Linked DNA regions of Triticum aestivum: region 2 is linked to region 1. A link is a contact called in public Hi-C data. All regions are on one chromosome and are shown on one strand. The core of a region is the stretch at or near the end of the contact, and the rest is flanking DNA. Distances in the headings are between cores, read along the strand shown.

What was found. A called contact is a pair of places that touch in the nucleus more often than the background predicts.
Region 2: a Hi-C map of leaf shows a contact between it and region 1, with 6 times the contacts expected there. The contact joins the promoter of LOC123128568 here to the promoter of LOC123128562 in region 1. A contact is called at or near these places in 2 of 5 Hi-C or Micro-C datasets (both in leaf).

What each region holds. Positions count from the first base shown.
Region 1 is chr6A:565,725,532-565,733,084 of IWGSC CS RefSeq v2.1, forward strand. LOC123128562 (transmembrane emp24 domain-containing protein p24delta3) reads left to right here and starts at 3,424. Exons shown (of 4, transcript XM_044548598.1): 1 at 3,424-3,731; 2 at 4,829-5,038; 3 at 5,144-5,220; 4 at 5,427-5,818. The coding sequence starts at 3,528. The coding sequence ends at 5,571. It overlaps LOC123128561, which reads left to right and starts at 6,074. Exons shown (of 6, transcript XM_044548597.1): 1 at 6,074-6,283; 2 at 6,427-7,340. The coding sequence starts at 7,112.
Region 2 is chr6A:566,164,046-566,171,598 of IWGSC CS RefSeq v2.1, forward strand. It overlaps LOC123128568 (mitochondrial phosphate carrier protein 3, mitochondrial), which reads left to right and starts at 3,505. Exons shown (of 6, transcript XM_044548605.1): 1 at 3,505-3,950; 2 at 5,053-5,414; 3 at 5,507-5,550; 4 at 6,434-6,648; 5 at 6,747-6,871; 6 at 6,956-7,317. The coding sequence starts at 3,624. The coding sequence ends at 7,019.

The DNA of each region.
Region 1 (7,553 bases), core at 2,174-4,673:
TCAGGATAGGCTGATATGGGCTTCGGCGTGTCGCCTCCTGTTGGACTGACGAGCGACTCGCAATGGGGGCGATGGCGACAGTGACGCATTTGCTGCAGTGCGGCGGCGGGAGCTTCACGGGCCCAATCTGGGCCCGGCTAGGTTGTTGGCCTGGTGTGCTCCTATTGATATGTCCGGTCTACTACCGCTTGAGCCGGTGGAGGTTGTTCCCTCCCACGTGGCTACGGTACTGTCGTCCCCCGTCTACGGGTGTTTCGTCTAGGTCCGGCCGACATCGCAGCGTTTGCCATGGTGAGACGTCGACGAGGACTTTAAGACTGTGTTGGCACACACTGGTGGGCGGCAAGTATGGTGGAGCCGATGGTTGGTTCGGGGTTGTGGCCGTGTGGGGGTCGGAGAAATCCCTGTTGGATCTTGTTGGCACCGGCGCGATGACGCCAGTGGGCGTCGCCTCCCTTCTTGAAGGGCGTCGGGTGTACCCCTTCCCCCACTCCCCCGTGTACCGGGAGAAATCCTAGGATCCGTTCGGGCAACAGCGTCGATGTTGCCACAGTCCTTCTTGAATGTGTTGCTTGGCACACAGCAATTCAGAGGCATAGGAGCGTGGTGAGAATCCTTCGGAGGCCGCAACAGTTACAGGAAATCGTCACTTACATCAATTCTACACTGCCGGCATTTGTTTCTCTTGGGTTTTTTTTTGAGCTTGATTGTGGTGTTTGCCTCAGCAATGGTCTTGCAGATGTATCGGATGGTTGCTCTATTAATACAGCAGGGCGAAAGGCTGTTTAAAAAATAATTTTATATTATGAAACGAGAGGGAGTAGTGGTGTATTCTACTCTCGAAAACAAAAGTCAACCGAACCCAACCTCAGAATTCTACTAGCAACTTGGAGAGTGGCTCATCCATGACAACGAAGGGCAGTGTTGCGCGTACACGCACAGTCGCACACACGCGTGACTGACACCGAAAGCGGTCGAATAGAAGCGAATCCCAGACGTCTCGTCCGGGTACATCAATCAAGGGAGTACCTAGAACTCATCTAGATGAGACGTAATTTAGTCTCATTCACCTGGAAAATAAGAACGGATACAACCCACGTCAGCACACACGCATTTTATAGCACCACATCCAATGGCTATAAAAGATGAATGAGACCAAATTAAATCTCATTTAGATGAGTTCTAGCAAATCTGATCAATCAATCACTCCCGCAAAAAGAGAGAGTAAACCAATCAATCAAAAGTAACCACCATATATGCCCGGATCGTCGGAGCCGCCGGCAAGCAGGCCAAGTTAGTTCTTCATCTTCTTTGTGTCACACTCACGGTAGCACAGTACCTCCCTATCTTCCTCGTGCGTGAGTGAAGAGATATTCAGGACCTCCTTGGTCGATCGATCGATGGATCGACATGGTTTCTTGGAGAGATCGAGCGGGAGATGGATCAGAACGCCGAACTGATTCTGGCATGCATGTAGCCGGGACTGTCCGACAGATTCAAGCTGAAGCTTCTGTTCGCGTCGACGTTACGCGTGAAACTTACTTCTGGTATTAGCTTCGAGTGACGAGGTTCGCATATATGCTTCGTTCGGCACTCTGACGTCTCGAGGATTCTGTTACGTTTCCTTTTCGCGGATCAGCTCATGCGTCAGACTGCAGAGAGCTTTCGGCAAACGCTCCCATGTCAACCAACGTAAGCCGTCAGTGTCAAAATCCAATCTGATTCACATATTGAATATCTCAATATCTCTTGCAGAATAAAATATCTATTATCAGTTTTTTTAGAATCGAACTAGTCAGCTTTTTTGCTATTTCATACCGTATAATTTCTTTGTTTATGTGATCATTTTCTCCGAGGGTTTTCAATCAATGGAAAAGTACTCCCTCCGTATGAAAATATAATATGTTTTTTAACACGATATTGAGGGAGTACTATACAGTCGAAGGAAAAAAGTGTCACCAATGGGCAATGACAAGTGTTAGCCAAAGTGAGCAGCACACTTAGGCCGTGTATAGTGTTGGATGCTTATGCACCGGTGCTTGAAGAGAGAATGTTATTACATCAAAAAATAAAGTTTGTCTACAACGCAGAGTGCTTCACATATCTGTATGGTTTTATTTCGATGAAATGGAAGCGGGTCCGGGACAAAAGCCATTTTCCTCTAAAAAGAGTGCTTCGCATGGGTGCTTAATAGCGATTGATTGTAGCACCCGTGAAATCAGGATAACGGTTATCTCCCCTAAGCATTAGGAAGCTAAACTTTGCTTCTGATACCCCTTCCAAAGCACCTGCGCAAACCAGTGTCATAAAGAAACAACTTTTTTCCTTGAGCCACATGTGTTAGCACCGGTGTTGTATACGGGTTTAGTTTTTCTAGCTTACAACCTCTTTGATTCATTAAAAAAAAGATGAATGAGGTTGCGGGGATAAAAAATACTCCCTCTGTTCCGTAATATAAGAGCATTTTTTACACTAACGCTTTCATATTATGAGACAGAGGGTTTATATCTTTGTTGACTAATCACCATCCCAGTCCGGAATAGAGATACTGAAATGGAGAAAATACGAGGTGCTCCTGTCTCCTAAATGCTTCCATGCTACTAAGACATGGAACCCCTAAGACATGTGTCTATAGTCTATAATTTTTTAATACATATTTAAATACACATGGATAAATATTTTTTTAAAGAAAATTTAGTATGAATTAGGTATGTGAATAATATCTTCATGGTCAGACGGTATGTTTGTTTCCAACTAACTTCAGGGTTGTCACCCTGGCAAAAAAAAGAATGGTATATTTGGCTACAACGGCAGCAAAAAAAATGTTGCTTTGATGGCTGCACCATCCGCGTCACCAGCTTGAGTCATAAGCGATGGATGAACAACAAATTTAAAAGAAATAGCAACAAAAAAACTGGTTTTTTTTACAACAAACATGTTCAAGTGTTGTACATACATGCAAAAAAAATGTGATGAACTGACATTCATAACACTCGGAGAAACAAATGGTGCCCCAAAAAACTTAACAAATAACCTTTTCGGAGCACATATTTTTTTTTACACAGCACCACGAATGTCATTTTTTCACCTAAATGTATATGAATGCAGGACACTCAATTCTGTTTGGCAAAATGACTTTTCAGTATTTTTTTATTATTAAAATTTAATTTTTGCTTTTTAGGGGAAAATTTAATGTTTACTGAGCTTGGGAGCTAAAACTCCCTGTCCCCAGGCCCACTTACCATAGAGGCAGAGCCATCAGCCCATCACACAACCAGACTACTTCACCTGCACCTTCAGCCGCCCCTAAAAAAAACGTGCACCCTCAGCCGAAGTAAAGAATTTGCTCAAAAAAAAAACCGAAGTAAAGAATTCCAGATATGCCCCTAGCTTATCCCCCGTAGCACGGCCGCCAGGACTGAGCCTCCCACCCACGTCATCGCCCACCCCACACGACTGCAGCTCCCTCCCCCTCCCCAAAGCCCCGAGCCCGACACCGCGAGGCGGAGATTCCCAGATCGGCGGCGATGCCCGCGCCGGCGGCGCTAGCCCTCGCGGCGGCCCTGCTGCTCGCCGCCGCGTCCATCTGCGCGGAGGCCGTGTGGCTCGACATGCCGCAGACCGGGACCAAGTGCGTGTCGGAGGAGATCCAGGCCAACGTGGTGGTGCTCGCCGACTACGCCCTCATGTACGAGTCCCACCCCTCCGCCCACCCCACCATCGCCGTCAAGGTAATCCATCGCTGCCTACCCGCCTCGTGCTCCATACAGATAGATAGATTCCACTGCGCGATGGATTGCTTTCATTTATCTCGGATCGATAATCTGGACGAATCAAGTTGATCACGCGGTACTAGATTTGTGTGTCGGGGGGAGCAGCGGTATAGAGGTCCTGGTTTTGCTGCGGCCTGCGGCTGCCGCGGCACGCAGATTTACGGTTGATTGGAACCGGAGCTAGTGTGAATGATGTCGCAGTGCTCATATGGTTCAGTCTATTCAGATATGTTTTTCATTGTGCGATATGACGACAGTAGAATGAATGATGGTTCTAGAATATCTGGCTGCTATTTTTTAACAAGATTTGCTCGGCTCTTTAAGTCGATGACGCTGTGGTGCTCGGTCCGATGAGATCACTAGATTTCTCTGGTTAATTGAACCATGTTGATTCGGTGATTCCTTCTGTCTAAAGCCATGGTGGTTTCCTTCCAGGACATCACTCGCCGCAGCATATATATAAACCGGCTGATTCGGCTCACAGGATTCTGAATTTGCTTTTCTACCGACTTCTTTATTTATAAGATCTCATGGGTGTGAGGCGTAAAAAAGGTGACTAATAAGAATGCATCGTTGCAAAAGGAATGACAGAGCAAATTAAATAAAGGGCAGACTTAATGTGCAAGCTTGCAAACAAGTAGACACATTTGATGCTACTTTATATGGACGTATATGTCGAATCTTATAGCTTTAGTTATGTGAAGAGATTGTTTATTTCGTGATCAGATATATTGCATCCATGGCCCATTGTTTGTCACTATAACTGAAAACTATCTAGAAGCATGATCAGATGTTTTACCCATATTTTCTGCTGTGATTGGAAAATTTACTTTGATTTGTGCTACATGTTGAACAGTACTTAGTCCTGCAGCTGATGAATAAATGTTAGCTTCTTATCATTAAGAACTTGGCCAGCTTTTTTTTTTACTCATCAAGACAATTTGCAGTATAATAGTGGAAGAATTAGTCCTATAGTCCAACCGCGTGAGCTTAAGAATTTGCTTGATTTGCACTCTCCTTTGTTACAGTTCTGTAAATGCTTGTGCTTTCTGCAGGTTACTTCACCATATGGGTACACCTTACATGAAAGTGGAAACATTACAGTTGGTCAATTTGCATTCACAACCTCGGAAGCTGGAAACTTCCTTGCCTGCTTCTGGATAGATAGTGCAGAGAAAGGATCAGGCGTATCTGTAAATCTTGATTGGAAGACTGGAATTGCAACAAAGGATTGGGATGCTATCGCTAAGAAGGAAAAAATAGAGGTGAGGCTATGAATTGCCAAACCACCGATCAGTCAGGTCTCGCTGGGGTCCAGTTTCATGTATTGCTCATGTCTCTAATTGTGTGCAATATGAATATTTTTGTAGGGCGTAGAACTAGAGCTTAGGAAGCTTGAAGTGGCTGTACAGTCGATTCATCAGAACATGGTATACCTCAAAGCAAGGCAAGTCTTCCACACTTGACATAAGTTTCAGGCAATATCGTTTGTTGCTTGAACTGAGGCTTTTAACTTTCTAAAGCTTTTGGTGTATGACTGCTGTCTGCTAGAAAATGGCTAACACTTGTCCTGAAAGCGCTTGTGACGTGAAAAAAGTGCAAGACTTTTAAGTTGGCGGTACAGCCAGTGACTGCCTTGGTCTGTCCATGCAGGGAAGCGGAGATGAGGGAGGTGAGCGAGAAAACAAACGGCAGGGTTGCTTGGTTCAGCATCATGTCGCTGGGCGTCTGCGTCGTGGTGTCGGTTTTGCAGTTGTGGCACCTTCAAGGGTACTTCAGGAAAAAGAAGCTCATCTAGACTAAACCCGTTCGATGTTGCGCATTAGCCCAGATTGTTGTTCACTTTGTGGGGGGGGGGGGGGGGGGGGGGGGGGGGGAGGTAGAGTTATTTCTTCATGTTTGGTTCGAACATTTCACGCTAGTGGAGAACTCATGGCATGTACTGTACGCAATGTAATCATGATCCACTTTAGCCTTGTTGTATTATGGTTGGTTGGAGAGTGGAGGCATGCCGAAGTATACCATGTCTTGGTGTGTTCTTTCTATCTTAGCTTTGGTCTTGTCCATCTTTTGTATCATCGATACTTAGGGCATATGTACAATGGTTCTATCTTAGGAGTGTCATGTAGGATAAATGCTGGGGTGAAGGGGAGAGAGAAATCATAAGTAAATGCTTGTCTTTTTTTTATTTAAGAGATGATCTGTTAACATGTCTCACCATGTTTTTAGGAACAACTAGCTATTGAAGATAAGACTAAAAGATAATCCATTAAACTTTTTTTTTGACATCTCTAAATTACATGCTAGATTTAAGATATCTTATCAACCATTGTACGTTGCCCTTACCTCCTCTCGGCCTCTCGGTTATGACGAGTCAGACGGATTGTAATGTAAGCTGCGGAATTAGTAGCGTGGTGGCATCTTTTAACAAATTGTATTAATAGGTGATGCGGTAAGCACTCGTGTAAAGAAATCAGATTGCTGGCTTTGTAAGCACCGGCCAAATACGAGTAAGCATTTTAAATACTGTTATTATCTTATTATTCACATGAAGTCATCCTGTACGTTTATGGTAATCTTGCTCTATTTTCTATCTTTGTTTGTTTCATTCTGCTTGCTTTTTTCCAACTAACCTTGCTTTCCGACTCCACAGGCGAAGATAAGAATGCGAGCAAAGTGAACGCATGAAAGGGATGGCAAAACCCCCTCAAGATCGAAAGAGTTTCCATTAAAAAAAATCATAAGATCCAAAAAAGGGTTCCACTATCAAGGGACAACGGACCAAACAACAAAACAGAGCGTCCAAATGTGCAGAACATAATAAGCTAAACTAAAATTCAAAAGGTAAAAGTTCTAGCAAACCAAGTTTTTTGGTACAACGCTGCCTCATCTAACCTAGCATAGCAGCACGAAACTAAAGTTTTCCGTTTCTTTCTGCATTAACTATGTGGCAAAGACAAGAGATGATGATTTTTAGATGCCAGTAAGAACAGCTCTGGCATGAAAGCAAACTAAATGATAGAAGAAGTTGTGAAACGAGCAAAAGTCAAAACAGCCGGCCTATGCTGCCCCCCTTCCCAATTCCCATCCACCGTTCCTAATGCCCACCCGCCGGTGTAAACAAGGCCTGATGATTTTACTAGTGCCCTCCAGTTTTGATTGTGCTACTACCTGCCCTGTTCACGTCACCGGTGCGGCCACGGCGAGCACCAGCGCCAGCCTTCCGGTTGATCCCGGACGCAACGCAGCCTCAGCAGTCCCCCTCCAGCTCTGATGATCTCTACCTACACTGAGTGGTAGCCTCGGAGCCAGAGAGACCTGTGGCAGATGCGCTCGCCATGGGCAAGAAAGCCGGTGATGCTGAGCAGGCTGGACGCCTCCCTGAGACGTCAACCAGCAACGGCGCCGCGGTTCGTCGATGCACCGCTCAAGTGGGCGCGGCTCTCAGCGCTAAGTGTGTCGTCGCGTTGGTCCTCGGTGTCGTCGTCTTCCTCTCGGCCTTCTTCATGCTCCTTCAATTCCGATCACCGGGGAACAGCGTGCCTGATGCCCCCGGCACACTCATCGGTAAGGACGGCTTCTTCAGCACCAGGTTTCAGCCATGATCAGCTATCTCCAGCCATGCGTACCTTCCAAAGCTCCATGTCTTCGATAGGAACTATGCCATGAATCTAAATATACAGTAAAATACTAGAACCCCCTTCAGTAATCAACCATAGTCAACAATCTGCTACAGCAGTCAGCAGTTCCCATGTTTTGACGACAAAACATTCACTTCTC
Region 2 (7,553 bases), core at 2,255-4,754, 440 kb after region 1:
GAAGGGATTGGTAGGTGTAGGATTTTGAGTTGAGCATCACTTGGAAACTTTTCCTCAGTTTTTCCTCGACCCCCTTTAACAGTACAGTGTTTCCTATGACTCAAGAAAGAGAAAATGAAACTACAAAAACAAAAGTCTTCACGCTTCATGTTTCTCGCATGAATACCAAGTCTTCACGGTCACACCAATTTCTTCATCTTCAAAGTCTTCAGAAATCCAAAGTCTTTAGTTGAAGACATTCATTTTTAGGGGTTGACTTTCTCTATAAATATCAAGCTCCTCATAGACTTATAGACCTGTGTACACTCACAAACGCATTAGTCCCTTAACCTATAAGTCTTCAATACATCAAAATCACTAAGGGGCACTAGATGCACTTACAGGTAACCAACCACTCTTACGAGAGAGCAACATTAATTCTTCAGTCTTAGCTACATTATGTTGTGCTTTATTTGCTCATAAGGAGTGTTGCAATTATTCCCCCGTTTACTCTTAACAGTGGAAGTGAACATATGCTCTCTCATTTTCATGGGAAACATGGTCTCAACATATTCAATAGGTTCCACTATTTTGACAGTGCTAACATAGATTTCTTTATCAATATTATTTCTTTCCCTAGAGACATCTTTAAATGGTTCATGACATTTCTCCAAGCTAGTCTTAGTAATATTTATATGAGAAGCAAAGGATTCAAAAAGATTAACAAGTTCTTCAGAATCAATACATCAGTTTCAGAAAAAAAAATCTTAATGCATTCATACTCAAAATTTCTACCTCCTTTGTTAACTTTATCCATTTTCCATGTTTCTCTATTGGAATGAACGAATAATAAGATCACAAGCTTCTTCAACAATTTTATTATTAAAGCACCCTTTAGAAGAGATATGAAGTCTTTCCCCGCCAAGAGCGGGAAGGCTTGCACAAAAGTTAGAAGCAATAGTTTTATCAAAAAGCTCATGATTGGGGAATTTGAGAAAGAGCGTCGCTAGTCTCCCCAAATCTAGATCCATGGCCAAAAGTAACATATGTAATTTATATCAACATGTATTTGATGGACAAAATAAAACTTCATACGAAATTCACCACTTAGTTCTTCCCAATTTATGACATAATGATTATCCAGAGAACGATTCCACCTCGAAGCTTCACCCTCTAATGATGGTAGACAAACTGCTACGACGACCCTTCTACATCGTATTATAGCATCATTACATATGTTAGCACATTTTGTGATGTCTCTATCTTTTGAGTAATAACAAGAATAACCTATGAATAGTAGATTCCTTGAATTTAGTTTTCATCCTATATATATGGTAAATCGCCAATGCCATCAGATTTGCATCAACCTTTTACCTAGAATCACCAAGCCACAAGTTAAGACCATGTTGTTAACTATGATTGAAATGTAATGGCTTAACTATGACGGAAATAATTTAATCATGTTTTAGTTTTGCCAAAATATAGTACAAATGCTGGTGGATATTTACACAAAAAAAGAATACGAGAAAGTAAATTATGATTCCGAAAGTCAATACAAAAATCCAAAAGAAAGGGTGGCGACGGTACTAATTTCTAAGAACTTGCTCAAATCCAAGGTCAGGTTTTCTGCTACAATGAAACGAAATCTTTGAATTTCACATTCATCGAAGACAAGACAAGGTTTCATTTCCACTCCCTTGATCTTCTAGATGAATGCCAATGTTTCTTACCACATACTTGTGGATGTAGCATGTGTGCTTAGCTTCTTAGGTCAAAATGACAAATGGCTTCGATAACATCCAACTGTATGGAACTAAGATTAGCAGGTTTCATGTAACAACATTAGCAAAGGCCTACTTGAATCTGTCACCATGATGGTAATAAACTACGCCTAGCCATTTGGCTCTTGTTTGATATTCCGTCCATCACTGTATAAAAATCCACTTCATAGTGTATCAAGTCAAAATTCTTTTATGTTTGACCAAGTTTGCAGAAAAAAATTAGTATACGAAAGGAATATCATGATATCAATCATGAAATATGTCTTCGTAAGGTTATTAATAGGATATTGTATATGTTGATAATTTTTTTCTCTACAAACTTGGTTGAACTAAAAACAGTTTGACTTAAGACTGAACTAGGTGACCTTGTATGAATTGTCAGCTGGTAGGTGGCGCCAGCGTTCTTGAGGCCCGAAGGGCGTTGTGACATAGCATAAGCGTATGTATGGTGTGACGAAGAAAGTCGCCTACTGGTGGAACTCCTTCAATCGTATATGGTGATAGCTCGAGTAGGCATCCATAAACGATAGAAGCTGACACCCTGCAGTTGAATCAATCACCTGGGTCCGTGCAGGGGGATAGGTCCTTGGGGGCACACCTTGTTAATGTCGATGTAGTCAACACACACGCGCCGAGTCTTGTTCGTCTTCGGCACCATGACGTGGTTGGCAAACCAGTTAGGGTGTGAAACATTTTGCATGAAGTATTTCTGCCCCCCATAGCCCTGCAGTACAGTTCAATGAATCGCCTGACCGGACAGACTCTTTTTCTTTTTTTTTGCGGGTGAAAAAAAATGGACAGACTCTTTTTCTAATGTTACAAGGGAGTGCTCGGCGAGACACTAGAGATGTCAGACGGTTGTCATGCGAAGATATTCCAGATACTACTGGGGGAATTAACGAGCATGCCTTTCGGACCGTTAACTAGATGGTGCCTACACAAAAGCTCATCTATCTTGCAACATAATAAAGTCATTGAAAATAAAACCACGTCTTGAGACGGCCGAAACACCATCTCGCGCTCTGCGTTTGTTGAAGCAGCCCTTGGCCCCGGCTTGAGGTGGTTTCATCCCGGGGCCAGGCGGCCGGCAACAAACCGTTGCCCCAACAGACAAGCAACGCTCTCCCCCTTTCGCTGGAAGTTGCTTTCATTTGACTTGTGCTTTTCTGGAAGTAAATTAATAATACTCCCATCTACAGTACCTCTGCATGTGCCGGCCTTGAAGGAGAGACCGCAAATAAGGTGCACCGACACGGGAGAACAAGCTCGCCGTGGACGCTGGACATGGCCACACGGCCCACGCAGGGGCCCATCCACTCCGGCGGCTCGTCCCCCTCCGCGACCACATGTGCGGGCGGGCGGGCGGGCGGAACAATGCCGCGCCCCTCCCCCTCGGAATATTCAGCTGCATATTCCGCGACGGCGACCCGCGCCGCGATTAGCAAGGCGTAATTCCACATTTACGACCCCAGAAAGCGGCCACGACTCTTTTTCCGGGAAAGCAGCAACGACTCCGGCCAGACCAAAAACACCCAAAGCTTTCTTCACTTCCCATTGTTTCCTCTTTGAAAAATGAAAAAAAGAAGAAGAAAAGAACGCGTACCATCCACGCCCCAGATGCCAGGCACCAACCAACCACACTGGACACTGCCGCCGGGCCCCGCAGCCAGCGAGCCCACCACCAATACCCTAATAATAATCAACAAGTTGGGGACGCGCAGCGCCTCCATATATTCGGGCCTCGCCGCACCCCCGTCAAATCCACGCGAACATCGCCACGCCAAGGGAGAGGAGAGCTCGGAAAGCATCGCCAGCGCCGCAGCCCCCCGCGAATCCGCGCCCGGATCTCCCGGCCCGGCGGCGATGGCGCTCTCCGACCTCTCCCGCGACTCGCTCCTCCCCAGCTTCCTCTACTCCCCGCGCTCCTTCGCCGCCGCCGCCTCCCCGCGCTTCCCCTCCTCCCCGTCGCCCTACCAGGCGCCCGCCTCGCCCGCCGCGGCCCCGGCTGCTGGCCTCGTCGGCGCTGGCGGGGTCGGGGGCGGCAGGCCCTTCTCGATCCGCGCGCCCAACGAGAAGATAGAGATGTACTCTCCCGCCTTCTACGCCGCCTGCACCGCCGGGGGGATCGCCAGCTGCGGGCTCACCCACATGGCCGTCACCCCGCTCGACCTCGTCAAGTGCAACATGCAGGTGAGGGCCTAGATCTGTGCTCCCACGCGCGTCTCGGGTTCAGTTCTCGAAGGATTCGGCGTAGATCTGGTCGGTAGGTTCGATGCGGATGCGGATTTCGATCTCCGTCATCTAGGCAGGCATTTCGCGATCTGGATGCATGAATCTGGCCAGTTTCCGTGTCTCCGACCGTGTAGTTTGGTGCTGGCAAGGATTTATGTCTTGTTCTGTTCTCCCGTATGCTTTATGTTGGCGCAGATGTGCTTGCCGTGCTTTGTTAGGAACTGGTGACTACTAGTACACGCTTGCAGTTGAGTGGACCGCAGTTCCAGTAGATGCATTTCATTGCTTGCTAAGCACAGATTAGCCCAGTTAATGTCAAGTCTATTATGTGCTTTTCTCATCGGAGTGGTACAAATTATGTTGATGAATATGTAATTCTTAGGCTTTTACTTGGTACAGTATTGTAGTAGTACAAATTATGGTGATGAATGTGCAATTCTTAGGCTTTTACTAAGATCAGTATAAAATCAGGTCTGTGCTAGTGTTAGCTCTTATGCCATTCAGGCGTGAGTTAATTTCAAGTCTATGCGTGAATGAGATGTTACTAACCTGTGATCACTTTACCTGTACTTCATGCTTTATGTTTCTAGAGTGAGGTGACTCAGGTGAAGGAAACTGCCCCAGTGTGTAATGTTGTTCCTTTAGAGTGAACCGCTCAGTCATGGAAATTCAGTCCCAACTGTAGGGCAGCAGGCCATTATCAATTTGTGTTCAGCTGCCTAAACAAGTCACATCTGACTAAAGTTCAGCAAATTGATCATCTAATGTTTTTTTTTTTCAGTATTGTTGATCAATCTTAATGCTTATCCATCTTGTATTGAAGACCGTTGATTCGTTTCTTTTTAATTTCATATATTCCAGCTAGCATTGTAATTGAAGTACCATCTACTCTGATTTGTGATTACTGTTTGAGGTTGTTAAGATTCATATGGACATTATGATTTGTGATTACTGTTTGAGGTATTAGGACTCTATGGACATTTTAAGCTGCAACTTGTGAAGTGTCGATAGGTTTCAAGTAAGTATTTTGGACCTAATACATTCCTATCAATTGTTCCAGATTGACCCGGCGAAATACAAGAGCATCTCATCTGGATTTGGTGTTCTGTTAAAGGAGCAAGGAGCTAGGGGATTCTTCAGGGGATGGGTGCCTACCTTGCTTGGTTACAGTGCTCAGGGGGCTTGCAAGTTTGGGTTCTACGAGTTCTTTAAGAAGACCTACTCAGATATGGCTGGGCCTGAGAATGCTGTGAAGTACAAGACCCTGATTTACCTTGCAGGGTCAGCTTCTGCTGAGGTAATTGCTGATATTGCTCTGTGCCCCTTTGAAGCTGTCAAGGTCCGTGTGCAGACACAGCCTGGATTTGCTCGTGGGTTGAGTGATGGGCTTCCCAAGTTCATCAAAGCTGAGGGTGCTGCTGGGTAAGTAAATCTGCCAGCCAACTTAAAAACTTAATGATTTTCTTTTCTTACCCTGATCCTATGCCCTAACTTTTATTTGTTAATAATGCCAGGCTCTACAAGGGCATTGTTCCGCTCTGGGGTCGCCAGATTCCTTGTAAGTGCTGTCTCTTATCATTCTGTTATACTCTTTTAATATGAATAGTCACTCCTATGATTGTTTCACAAATGTGGCCTGCTTTGGTACCACCAAATGCTCAAAAGCTGGTCTCCTGTTTCATCTGATTGGCACTGTTGTGTTTTCTTTGATATGCCAATTGGTGATGTTTTGTAGAGTAACTTTCTCTTCTCCTGTATGAGCATTCTTCTATCCTATTGATGGCCAACCATGCTGATGCTATTCTATATTCGTTTTACCATTTCTATTTGTTGCTTAGCTTATGGGCATTATTCATTGACTCCTTAGAGTCATTCACTCCACAGTTGTGATGGTAGTTTTTAGCTGAAACTCCAAAATTCACTTCTCTCGCAAAAAAATAAATATGGACATTACTGTATGCCTGTATCTAGTCTGATATCTACTGAACTTGACAACTTTTGTCTATTGTAAATTGGTTATGGCAGAACATTTTGAATCCACATGTCTGTTATATGTTTGCCAATTTTGTTTGGATATTATGTTCATAAATGACAAGAAAGGGAATTCCCATCAATCTCAATTCCATACCTCATAACATGATGATGTTTGTGTTCCCCTCTCTTAAGGGGTTATGCTTGGTTACAGTTTGTCTGAAGTCTCGAAGTTTACGCAGACTAATGTTAGCTGATGCAGATTGCAAGTGTCTACTTCCACTTCTAGGATTGGCCAATGTTAATTGAATATGACATAATGTTTGAATTTTATTAGTTGTAGCCTTCTAGTTATCACATGTCATCTAGATAGAATTTGATAGATGCTGAATGTATAATGCTTTGAACTTCTGTTGTTGTTCATATGTTATGGTGTACTCATCCATTGAATATTTCCATGCTTTATTCAGACACCATGATGAAGTTTGCTTCCTTTGAGACCATTGTTGAGCTTATCTACAAACACGCTGTTCCTGTTCCCAAGGCCGAGTGCAGCAAGTCTTCCCAGTTGGGTATCAGCTTTGCTGGTGGCTACATTGCTGGTGTCTTCTGTGCTATTGTTTCTCACCCGGCTGACAACCTGGTCTCTTTCCTCAACAATGCCAAGGGTGCTACAGTGGGTGATGTAAGCATGTTTCTATCTAGTTTATCTTTGAGATTTTCTATCCTCTTCTTAACTACTGGACTATTTGCTGACTTCATGTTATTATTAAACCTTCGTAGGCTGTTAAGAAGATTGGCATGTTGGGCCTTTTCACCAGAGGACTTCCCCTTCGCATCGTCATGATCGGTACTCTTACCGGTGCTCAGTGGGGAATCTATGACGCCTTCAAGGTCATGGTGGGACTGTAAGTATCTCATCCTCTATGCAAATTCATCTGGTAAACAACTTCTGAGGAAGTAGTAACAATTGGTAATCCATTTTCTTCCAGCCCGACCACCGGCGGTGCTCCACCAGTTGCTCCGGTAGAGGAAGCAGCGAAAGCCATCGCTTGATTGATTTTTCCTACTATGACGATGACGATGTATTCCGGGATGATGGGGTATTGGTGGATGGGGACTGTATCAATTACTTGAGTTTAGCACCCGAAATCTTTTGTTATTGTAGCAGATGGTTATTGTGTCATCATTTTGATGAGAGGAACTCATTAAGCAGGCGAAATAGGCCTTTTTTTGTCCCCGGGAAGTTTGATGCTTGACATAATAAGTTTTAGGACAGCAAGGCTGTTAGAGCGCAGGTTTTGCCATCACCTGTACTGAGGAATTCCCATATTATACTCCTGTTTACCTCCAATTCTATGCTGTTGATATCGTGGCATGTTCGTTTCTGAACGGGTAGAACGTTTATTGTTTTACTAGTAGTAGTAGTTATCTTCTCTTCGTGCTTGCAAAATCATTCCTTGGTCTTCTGAGATAAGTCATGCAGTACTATTGTTTTGTTCGGGCAAACAGGTAGACAGAGTATTAGGCTGGTTGTAATGGGCAGTATCATCATATACTACTTCCTCTGTTCCTAAATATTTGTCTTTC